Linked DNA regions of Sus scrofa: region 2 is linked to region 1. Evidence: chromatin contacts called from public HiChIP or PLAC-seq data. All regions are on one chromosome and are shown on one strand. Each heading gives the region's core, a stretch centred on a gene start, on an enhancer-like site or on the middle of the called end of the contact. The rest is flanking DNA. Distances are from core to core; before and after follow the strand shown.

The links. HiChIP or PLAC-seq counts read pairs in DNA pulled down with a chosen protein or histone mark.
Region 2: a contact with region 1 is called in an H3K27ac HiChIP or PLAC-seq map of skeletal muscle. The contact joins two enhancer-like sites. A contact is called at or near these places in 1 of 47 Hi-C or Micro-C datasets (liver) and 1 of 2 datasets of contacts at active chromatin or transcription factors (skeletal muscle).

The regions. Positions count from the first base shown.
Region 1 is chr5:8,087,041-8,092,113 of Sscrofa11.1, reverse strand. TNRC6B (trinucleotide repeat-containing gene 6B protein) reads left to right here. Exons shown (of 26, transcript XM_021092847.1): 16 at 4,456-4,587; 17 at 4,853-4,948. Among named protein-coding and RNA genes, the nearest start is that of ADSL, 44 kb to the right of the region's middle. Within about 2 kb of position 2,168, at least 2 of the 83 cell types and tissues checked have an H3K27ac peak or open chromatin away from gene starts, as enhancers often do. A contact at or near this core is called in skeletal muscle, where this site is marked.
Region 2 is chr5:8,287,774-8,293,043 of Sscrofa11.1, reverse strand. The region is part of intron 1 of TNRC6B (trinucleotide repeat-containing gene 6B protein); the gene reads left to right. Among named protein-coding and RNA genes, the nearest start is that of TNRC6B, 21 kb to the left of the region's middle. Within about 2 kb of position 3,688, at least 1 of the 83 cell types and tissues checked has an H3K27ac peak or open chromatin away from gene starts, as enhancers often do. A contact at or near this core is called in skeletal muscle, where this site is marked.

The DNA of each region.
Region 1 (5,073 bases), core at 919-3,418:
TTAAAAGAGTCAAAGAAAAACTGGTGAAATTAATTTTCATAATATATATTCTTTAAACCACTATATCTAAATTATCATTTCAACCTGTAATCAGTGCTTTAACATTATATTAAAATTTTTACTTACTTACTTTTTTTAATGCTGGTGTGTATTTTACCCTGAAAGCCCATCTCAATTCTGTTAGCCATGTTTTCAGTGCCCAAGAGCCACACCAGCCTGGACAGCACAGGCCTGTAAAACTTAGTTACTGTATTAGTTTCTTTCGTAGAAACGGCTACAGCAAATGACCACAAACTGGGTAGCTTAAAACAATGGAGATTTTGTTCCTTCTCAAGTTCTGGAGGCTAGACATCTGAAATCAAGGTGTCGTCAGGTTGGTTCCAGTGGCTGCTCGCCGTGCTTGGAGTTCCTTAACTTGTCACTGCATAGCTGCCATCTCTGCCTCCTCATTCAGGTGGTCGTCTTCCCTGTGTGTCTCCTCTTCTTCTAAAGACCCCAGCCACTGGATTTGGGCCCACTCTAATCCACCATGTCCTCATCTTAAGCTTATGTTTACAGAGATCCTATTTCCAAATAAGGTCACTTTCTAAGATCACCATTGGGCATGCATTTTGCAGGGGGACACAGTTCAACCTGGTATAATTGCTAAATCAAATGAATTTAAGGTTCACACTGAAGGTAGTAAATAGGATTTCATGAGTCACTGAGGTATAGTGGCCTAAGACTCTGAATTGGGATATGGTATAATAGTGTAGAATATATCTGTACTCATAGCCTCCCCCCCACCCCCCCCCCCAAAAAAAACCTCTCAATACAGTGAAGTTAGATTTTTTTTTTTTCTTTTTTTCTTTCTTTTTTTTTTTTTTTGCTACACTCATGGTACAAGGAAGTTAACAGGGCCAGGGATCCAACAGTGGCCCAAGCCACTGCAGTGACAATGCTGGATCCTTAACCCCCCTCGGCCGCAAGGGAATTCCTCAAACACGTGTTGTAATTGGTTGGCAACGCTCAGCATCTCTTAGAGAATAAAGAGGAAGCAGCTGGGAGAACTATTACTTTCAACCAAAATACTTTCCAAAATGAGAGAATTGATAGTTTAAGTGAAAGTGCCTGAGCTCTAGGAAGAAAGTGAGTTTTTTAAGCCAAGTGGCGGAAACTTGAACTTAGCTGGTTTTAGACTGGAAAGGGTCAAAGAAAAGATAGGTAGATATTCTTGAGACTATAGTGGAGACAGTGACTCAAAAGCATTCGGAAGCCGAGAAATTGAAGTCTGACTGTGACGCTGGAGAGGCAATGGGAAGACCCCACCGGCCTTCTGATGAAAGCTTTCTGATGACTCAGTTTTTATAGGCGTGTTTTTAAAAGATGGAAAATAAGGGTTTGCAAGCAGGGATGAATGCATGTGAGCGTTGTGCTGGGGGAGTAGAACACCAAATACGCTGAGGCTTGCAAAAAAAAGGAGGCAGGTTAAAAGTGTCTTAGAGCTTGGTTTGGTGCAATGAGGTGACTGGGAGAGGAATCATTGCTTCGGACTCTATATAATGCTGACTGATGAAGTGGAAATAAAACTTTTACTGCTTTTGGCTTCTCTGGTAAGAACAAGGATGTTCAACCAAAAGAGTTAAGAGGAATTAAATCCTACAGCAGAGAAAGAATTTGTGACTAGAGTTGCAGAGCCCTGCCTGTGATCTTTGAAGAATTCTGGGGGCCTTCAAGGAGGAGGGTTTAATAATGACAGCCCCTCTTTTCTGCGCAGATTCTGAATTCTTTTTTTTTTTTTTTTTCGTCTTTTTAGGGCCGTACCCACAGCATAAGGAAGTTCCCCAGGCTGGGGGTCCAGTTGGAGCTGGAGCTGCTGGCCTACACCACAGCTACAGCAACACTAGATCCGAGCTGTGTCTGCAACCTACACCACAGCTCACGGCAATGCCAGATCCTTAACCCACTGGGCAAGGCCAGGGGTCAAACCCGCATCCTCATGGATGCTAGTCGGGTTCATAACCCAACAGGCCACAACGGGAACTCCCAGATTCTGAATTCTTAAGACAAAAAGGGAAGGTCTACAGAGGTCCGAATGTCTCTGTGGAGAGAGCGATACTGGAGAAGGTAGGCATCCTAATATGACTCCAAATTTATCCACTAGTAACTGGAGTAGCACAGTCCTCACTGTGGGTTGTCTGCCAAGAAGGAAGGGCAGGAGGCCCAGAGTGTCATGAAAAAGGCGGATGCCCCTCTGTGTGGAGTCTCAGATCAGAAATGGGAAAGAAGGGAACTCTCGTGGCTCAGCAGGTTAAGAACCCGACCAGTATCCATGAAGACTCAGGTTTGATCCCTGGCCTTGCTCAGTGGGTTAAGGGTCTGGTGTTGCCACGAGCTGTGGTTTAGATCACAGACACGCTCGGATCTGGTGTTGCTTTGATCGTGGCACAGGGCTGGCATCTGTAGCTCTGATTCGACCCCTAGCCGGGTAGCTTCCATATGCTGCAGGTTGGCCCTTAAAAAAAGAAGAAAGAAAGAAATGGGAAAGAAGAAGAACCCCTCCCCTAGAAGGAAGTAAAGATAATGGGGAATTTTTTAGAATTTTTTTTGAAAGAAAAGGCAAGTGCCTTAATGATTGATAAACTTGGTGCCTATTCCAAGCAAGATTCTAGACTAAATTATCAAAAACATAGCTTTTGAGCACCTGTGCTGGGATCAAGAATCATAGTTTGTTAACCACCTGAATGAACTTCACTTGTTTTCTTCACTGATTGGTTTTTTAAAATTGGATTATACGAGTGATAAAGTTGTCCTATCTCTATTTTGACAAGTTGTTTACAAGCTGTCTCTTTGTTTCAGACAAGATGGAAAAATAAAGGCTAAAAGCTAAAACAGTTGTCTTGATTAGAAATGATGGACTCTTCCTGGACTGATCAGTTTCATGTTGGAAGGATGTTTTTAGTGGCCTGCTGCTCAATTGTCTTCAGCTCTGTAGTTCAACATTCCCATTAATGGGGAAATACAAACTGGGAATAAATGAAATAAGAGATAGAAAACAACTTGGTGGAGTGACTGTTAATAAGTTAAAATAGATAATAAAGATTCATTCCTCTAATAGGTATTGATGGAGCGTCTGATGTGTGCTAGGCAGATAAAGATAATTGTAAGGTCCTAAGCTTGGATCAAAACATAAATGAATGAAATTTGTAAACCTCACTGCTTAAAAAGTACATGAGGAAGCAAAGTGTATTTTAATATTGTAGATTTTAATTGATAGTAAGCTTAGCATGTCAATTGAGAGTTGTGATCATGGGAGATCTTAGGAACTGTTAAAAGCATGGCCTTAAAAAGAATGGTTGGAAAAAAAATAAAACGAAGTGGAAAAAAAAAAAAAAGGAGTTCCCATCGTGGCACAGCAGAAACGAATCCTACTAGGAACCCTGAGATTTCAGGTTCAATCCCTGGCCTCACTCAGTGGGTTAAGGATCCAGCATTGCCACAGAGCTATGGTCTAGGTCGCAGACATGGCTCAGATCTTAGGTTGCTGTGGCTGTGGCATAGGCCAGCAGCTCTAGCTCCATTTCAACCCCTAGCCTGGGAACCTCCATATGCCTCAGGTGCAGCCCTAAAAAGACCAAAAAAAAAAAAAAGAGTGGTTAGTGACAGCCATGTCTACCCAATATGAGACAACTTTAGAAAATGGCTTTTCTGTTCTGGACTCTGCATTGCGATACTGAATGAGATAAGGAGAGAGAACTGGTCGCGTGTAGCCTGGAGATGAGAGCAAAGGACACTGTTACCATTGTCTGTGGACCTGGGAAGAACCACCCATGGAATAATATGAGCCTCTGTAGAGTGCATTTCTACGCATTTGACATGGATCAACTCTTAAAAATCCTCAACCACCCACTGACGTTAGTATTATTATTATTCAAATTTTGGAGATAAGGAAAGTGAAGCTCAGAAAAGTTAAAGAAGAAAACGTCATACACACCTTCGAAATGGCAGGTCCAGGCTGTCTGCCTCTAGAGCTAAACTTTTGACCAGAATTCTGCTTGCCACTCATGGAAGAGGAATTGAGATTGTTCTCCACGGAACTCACTGATTCAGTGGGTTCAGAGAATATTTTTATATAGCACATTTCCAATAATAACTTCACAGACAAAAATCATACTGTCATTCAAGATTTTTTTTTCTTGCAGATATTTTCCCAATTGCAAAATTCATAATTTTTATTGTAGAAAAACTAGAAAGACTAAACAGAGAATTCACAAGCTCCTATAATCTCACCACTCAAAGATAACCATTATTAACATGTTAGTGTATTTCTCCCAATCATTTAATATTTTTCATAAATATTTTTCAAGGAAAAAATTGACAGTGCTTGCTTGAACTCAATTAAGATTCTCTTCACAGAAAAAAAATTTGTTGTTTTTTTTACTTTGATAAATTCCAAATGTTCCTTTTCTTGGCTAGGTTTCTGCCTCAATGCTCAAGCAGTTTCCCAACAGTGGCCTGAATCCAGGTCTTTTCAACGTGGGGCCCCAGTTATCTCCTCAACAAATTGCCATGCTGAGCCAGCTTCCACAAATTCCCCAGTTTCAGTTGGTAAGTAGCAGATTTTTCCTCCTAGAGCTGCAGAGATTATTTGCCCCTGTCCCCTTTAGCTTTTTATTTGCTTCATTTTCATGCAAACTATTGACTGGGCTTAAGGGTAGATAATGTCAGCTCAATTGGAGGTAAATGTGACTGGGAGACCAGGAACTTGGTGGTATTTCCCTCATGGATGTGATTCAGTGACACAAACCCCTCCCCTTTTCTCAGGAAGTCCACCTTAAGAAACCCTGGTCGTCTCTTTCTCCCTGTTTTGTAGGCATGTCAGCTTCTCCTGCAGCAGCAGCAGCAGCAGCAGTTGTTACAGAACCAGAGAAAGCTTTCTCAAGCCGTGCGTCAGCAGCAAGAGCAGCAGGTATGTGGTGCTGGGAGGTCCCTCTAGTGCCCTGTGTGCGTCTCAGCCAAACCTCTGATAGCAAAAACCAATGGAATGTGAAGTTCAGGATGTTGGCTTATCTTGTGTTCGTTTCTGCCTGGGCC
Region 2 (5,270 bases), core at 2,439-4,938, 200 kb before region 1:
TCCAGGTCCTCAGCTAAGGGACATCTCTGAGTTTTGCCAGGACTCCCCCTCTCTGTGCTTTAGCCTGGAAATTTTGCCTGGGGAGCAAGTTGGGACAATTTCAGGGCTCACCTTGTTTGTTTACCATCTTTGAGGAATCGCTGACCTTCCTTGCCCGATGTCCAGTGTTTTGGAAACCATTGTTTTATATATTTTGTCCACAGTTTTTAGTTGTTTCAGGTGCAGGGGTACATCTGATCTCTCTTACTCCATCTTTTCTAGAAGTGGAAGTCCTGCCTTTTCTTAAAACATCTGAGGCATTATTTAGGAGTTGCTTCCAGAGTATGAGATATTCTTTGGAATTTCCGTAGGAGAAAATCTTCATTCTTTCAGAGTGGATTTGATTTGGGGAGCAACCAAAAGTTATTTTTCAGGTCTGGTTAAATGATTTGTTTGGATAATATTGTTTGGGGTCCAAAATGCGTTCGAAGTAATGAGGCAGATTTCCTAGTGTGATTTGTGAAAAACTGTTTTGGAAGCAGAATAGGAATTGCAGAATATTTTCAGTGATGGCAACCTGATTGAGATAAATATAAAACTTCTTAGGGGTGTGCATCTTGAAAAATACTTTAATTTGAATGTTTCTATATATTTGTTGGTATATATTTATATCAGTTCATTTTCACAACTGGTGCTTAGCTCCTTAGTACGCCTTCTCGAATTGTTTTTATGTGATATTCTCTCTTCAACTTGATTACAGATTCACTGATATTTGGATACTTTTGTGCATTTCCTCAGTACACTGCACTCTTAACTGTGGAAGCTCCTTAAATCATGATGGTCAAACTAATATCTGTGTAAGGAAACTAAGATCACCCTATCAGAACACACTGCATGATATAAAAGTATGTAAAATTGAGTATTGATACCTGTACAGCGTTATTAATGCCTTCATGATTTTAATTTTTTATTATTATTATTTGTCTTTTTAAGGTCGCATCCAAGGCATATGGAGGTTCCCAGGCTGGGGGTCGAATTGAAGGTGTAGCAGCCTGCCTACGCCACAGCCACAGCAGCGCCAGATCCGAGCTGCGTCTGCAACCCATATACCACAGCTCACAGCAACGCCGAATCCTTAACCCACTGAGCAAGGCCAGGGATCGAACCAACATCCTCATGGATTCTAGTCAGATTTGCTTCCGCCAAGCCATGGCAGGAACTCCATGATTTGAATTTAAAGTTATTTGTCTCAGATATTGAACCGGTATCTCTGTCTTACGCTATAGGAATTATGTGAATGACCTAGTTCAAAAAGATGCCTTGAATCTGGATCTGTTATGTAATTAACCAAGGAATATTCTTAGAACCTGGTAGATTAGTATGTATACTGGATTATATGCAGCCTTATCACAGGGTATAATTCTTTGGTGGGGGGGGTGAAATTCTTTTCCCACAGTCTTTGTTTTCTAGCACCTGAAGGTTCCATTAGTCCCAGCCTCACCCCTCCCTTAGCAAACAAGGTCTTTCTCAACATGTTCTTAGTGGATTAAAATCTTAGATTTTTAGCTTTCCACTTTGATTTTCTTTAACTTTGTACTATTAGTTAACCAAATCTATAGCTTTAAGTTTCTTTTGTAGTAAATCTTGTAATAGTGAGTTGGAAACTCTTCCTTACAGGACGTCCTCTCCTCTCGCTCTTTATCCTTGATGTTCCTGTATCTGAGTATCTTTTTGTTGTCCTCTTGTTTTTCTCTTTCTTCCATTTCTGTTTCAGTAAAAGGGAGATTACAGTGGGAGATTTTACTTGTAAAATCAAAATTTACCTTGCTGTTTCTAACTTATAATTGATTTAGAGTTTCATATATCAGCAGTTTTCTCTTTTCAGCTCTTTCTGATGATGGCCTATTTTTCTTGGATAGTATGAACCACAATTTAGTTAATAATACCTGTAAAGCTAGCATTATCCTTTGTTTCCAGGATGTAGCAACAATCATATTTACTACTAATGCTGCTTTAAGTAGTGCTTTGAGTTATTTTTCAGTCTTTAAGTATAACTTTTTTTCTTCTCCACCCCACACATTTATTAAAAGGGATTTTCACTGCTTCCCCATCTACCAGTTATGAAGTGAGGTTCCTATTTGGCTGCATTGTTTCTAGCATATGAGAGAGAGAGTCAGGGAGGATGGAAGGATTGGTGTATAGTAAAACAAAGCAAAACAAAACAAAAAACTGATTTTTTTTCATGTAGATTCAAAGGTTTAAAATATAGTACTGTATTTATATTTTTTTAAATGTTCATTCTGTCCCTATTTTTCATGTGAACTCTTCTAAATGACTCTTTATTGGAATTAGTTATAGGTTTTTAGTAGTCCTGTGTCTTAGTTCTTACTTTAATCTGGCTTCATAGTTTTCTTTCTATAATAGAGACCTTTTGAGTTTTGCAAGCTTTGCTATCATTTGTCATTTAGTCATATATTATCACAGAATTGATACATAACTGGGCTAAAATATATAATTTTCATTACTTGTACATGTTCTGTTCCTTGACTTCTATTTTGTATTCAATTTCTTGATAACTGCTTGAATTCTGTGACTTATTTTTGATTTTCATTCTTTTAATGATTTAAATTGGTACTTTTAAAATCTATGTTCCTTTTTGATACATTTAAAGAAATCTCATGCCCTTGTTTTTTTTGTTTTGTTTTGTTTTTTTCAAACATAAAAAGAAAAAACATATTGACAGAGGTCTGCTTTTTTAACTTTACTATCTTTACCCCATTCTGATACCACTCTTCTGCCAAAGGCTAATTTTAATATTGCTTTCAGTGGGAGGTTGACTTGAAATAATGTTGATGTGGTATAAAATATTTTAACTTGTAATTATAGAATTATAGATAGTCAAATGAGAGCATTTTAAGTTATAAGTTTTAATTAAAAGTTAAATTCAGGTTAAATTAAAAAAATAAATTAACATTTTAATTTAATTAAAAACTAAGTTCAAATTAATTTATAGAATGTTTTTAGAAAGAGGTATATATTTCAGTAGAGGTTGACAGGACCATTTTATTTATTTATTTATCATTTTTATTTACTTATTTTTTATTACTCAGATGAATTTATCACATCTGTAGTTATATAACGATCATAACAATCTGATTTCACAGGATTTCCGTCCCACAAGGACCATTTCAATAAAAACTCATTTTTAGGTTCATGGTCCCTTACTGGAAACTCTAAGGGCCAGCTGTGTTTTAGAATTCAGAAATGTGTTTATTTTTTGGAAAGCTTATAAGATACATTTGCCATATACATGTAATGCTCCTGCAAAGTCAGGGGTAGCATTTCATGGTCAAATACTTCAGTATTTCGGCTGCCGAAGCTATGACTGTTCTTACTCTAGTAGGTAGACTATAAATAGTCTCATGTCAGTTCAGGTCAGATTTTGCTGCCAGTTAGGTTCAGATTAAATGTTGCCATTAACGCATATTAGAAAAATTTTGGTTTTCCGAGGTTTTTTGGTAGATTTTGGAATTGTGGCTTAGGGATCATGGACCTGTATTTACTTTCTTAGCTCTAACATTGGGTTGCTTTTGTTACCTTGAGAAAATGAAACCTGCTTTTCTTTTTTTCTTCTACAGGATATGAGATTAAATCTGTTCTCTCTGGGCCAGTTAATAGAAATTAGGACACCTCTTCACAAAGCTCGATACCTTAGGCAGCTGTCACTGTCACGTGACACTCCCTACACGTCACCGGCTTTATGTTGTGAGTCTGAAGTGCTTCGTGGTAATAAATAGTAAGGAAAAGAGATTTAAAATGTGCGGTATTCCATGTAATACATACCCGGTCTCGTATACAGTGTGATTTCAGGAGGAGCAGCATGTTTTCTGTGGACCGACCTTTCCTATTATCAGTTAATGCGGTAGCTTAAAAAATAATTCTTTCTAGAATGAACACATGCTAATGGTAAAACAAAGATCCAAATGGTACAAAAGTGGTACAGAAGTATAAGTAAAAAGTAGACTCTCTCTCCTGTCCTGTGGTGCCCTTCACTCTACCAGCTTTTGACCACTTGTTTTGTAGCTCTTCTAGGGGATTAGATCCTTTTTAAGTAATTTTTTTCTTTCTTTTCTTTTTTTTTTTTTTTTTTTTTGGTTCAGACTTGCCAGGAGACAGTTTGGGAAATTCTGATTCTAACCCAATTTAGATTAATTTTATGTTCATTGTATATTATACTGTGGAGATGAGTTTTTCTGTTCTGGCTGGCTTGTATACATTGTATTCCTAGAGCTCTTTGTTCAGACTGCATAGTTTTGAGATGTTAAACACACCTTTTGAATATTAATTGTTCCAGATTGAAAGCATCTGAGTATTATCCACACGCAGAAATAGAAATTCAATGAGTTATTGATTTACTTAACAAAAAATAATTTCTCAGAAGTGAAAACCGATACATAGTATTTGACAGTGCACATTTATGTTTCAGGAGCACTTAGTTTTAAGAGGCAGGGTGTTGGCCCATTGGCCAACTCAGTGATTCTCAAGGTAAGCATATGGGTGGTGGGATCTAGGCGGTCCCAGCAGTTATTATCAAGAAACTGTTTATGTTCTTAAATCTGTAATAAATATAAGCGCACACACTATCTATACATGAATGTCCTTTTGGGAAAGTGTCAATTTTTGTTTTGTATGGAATACAGATTGTTTTATTGTTTAGTGAGAGAAACAATGAGATAGAAATTGCTGGGACATTCCAGGAGACTCTCCAAAGAGTGTTAGGAGAAAAAAATTGAGAACTACTTTTCCTAGGTCGTAATGAGGCTGATAGATGTGTACCTTTGTAAACGAGGGCCTATGAAATAAGTATTGGCTGAAATTCAACCCGAGTCATTCGATTTCAGTCATTTGGTCCATCCCTATGTGACACTTTCCCATCCTAGTCATCCCACCCTGCTGTTCCCACACTCACATATACACAGGGTCTGGGCTATTTTCCAGTTTTTTTATCTGGCACCATACATATGGTACAGAAGAAAAACAATAGCCGGGTTGCTTGTTTGCCAGCTTAGAGACTCCTTGTTTTTGCCGAGTGCATATAGGCTGCTTTTTTTGGTTAAGGTCAAGGACGTCTCTCTGTCTTTGTCCTTTTTTGGTGAAGCTTTGTTAGGATTCAACATTCTGCATTGAGCAGGAGGTTCTCCTGACATGGTTGTGACTTGTGGGAGCTGGACTAGAGATTTCTAGGGACTTTATGGCAAAGCTTTGGCTGGTAGAGTGTAAGACCTCTGTCC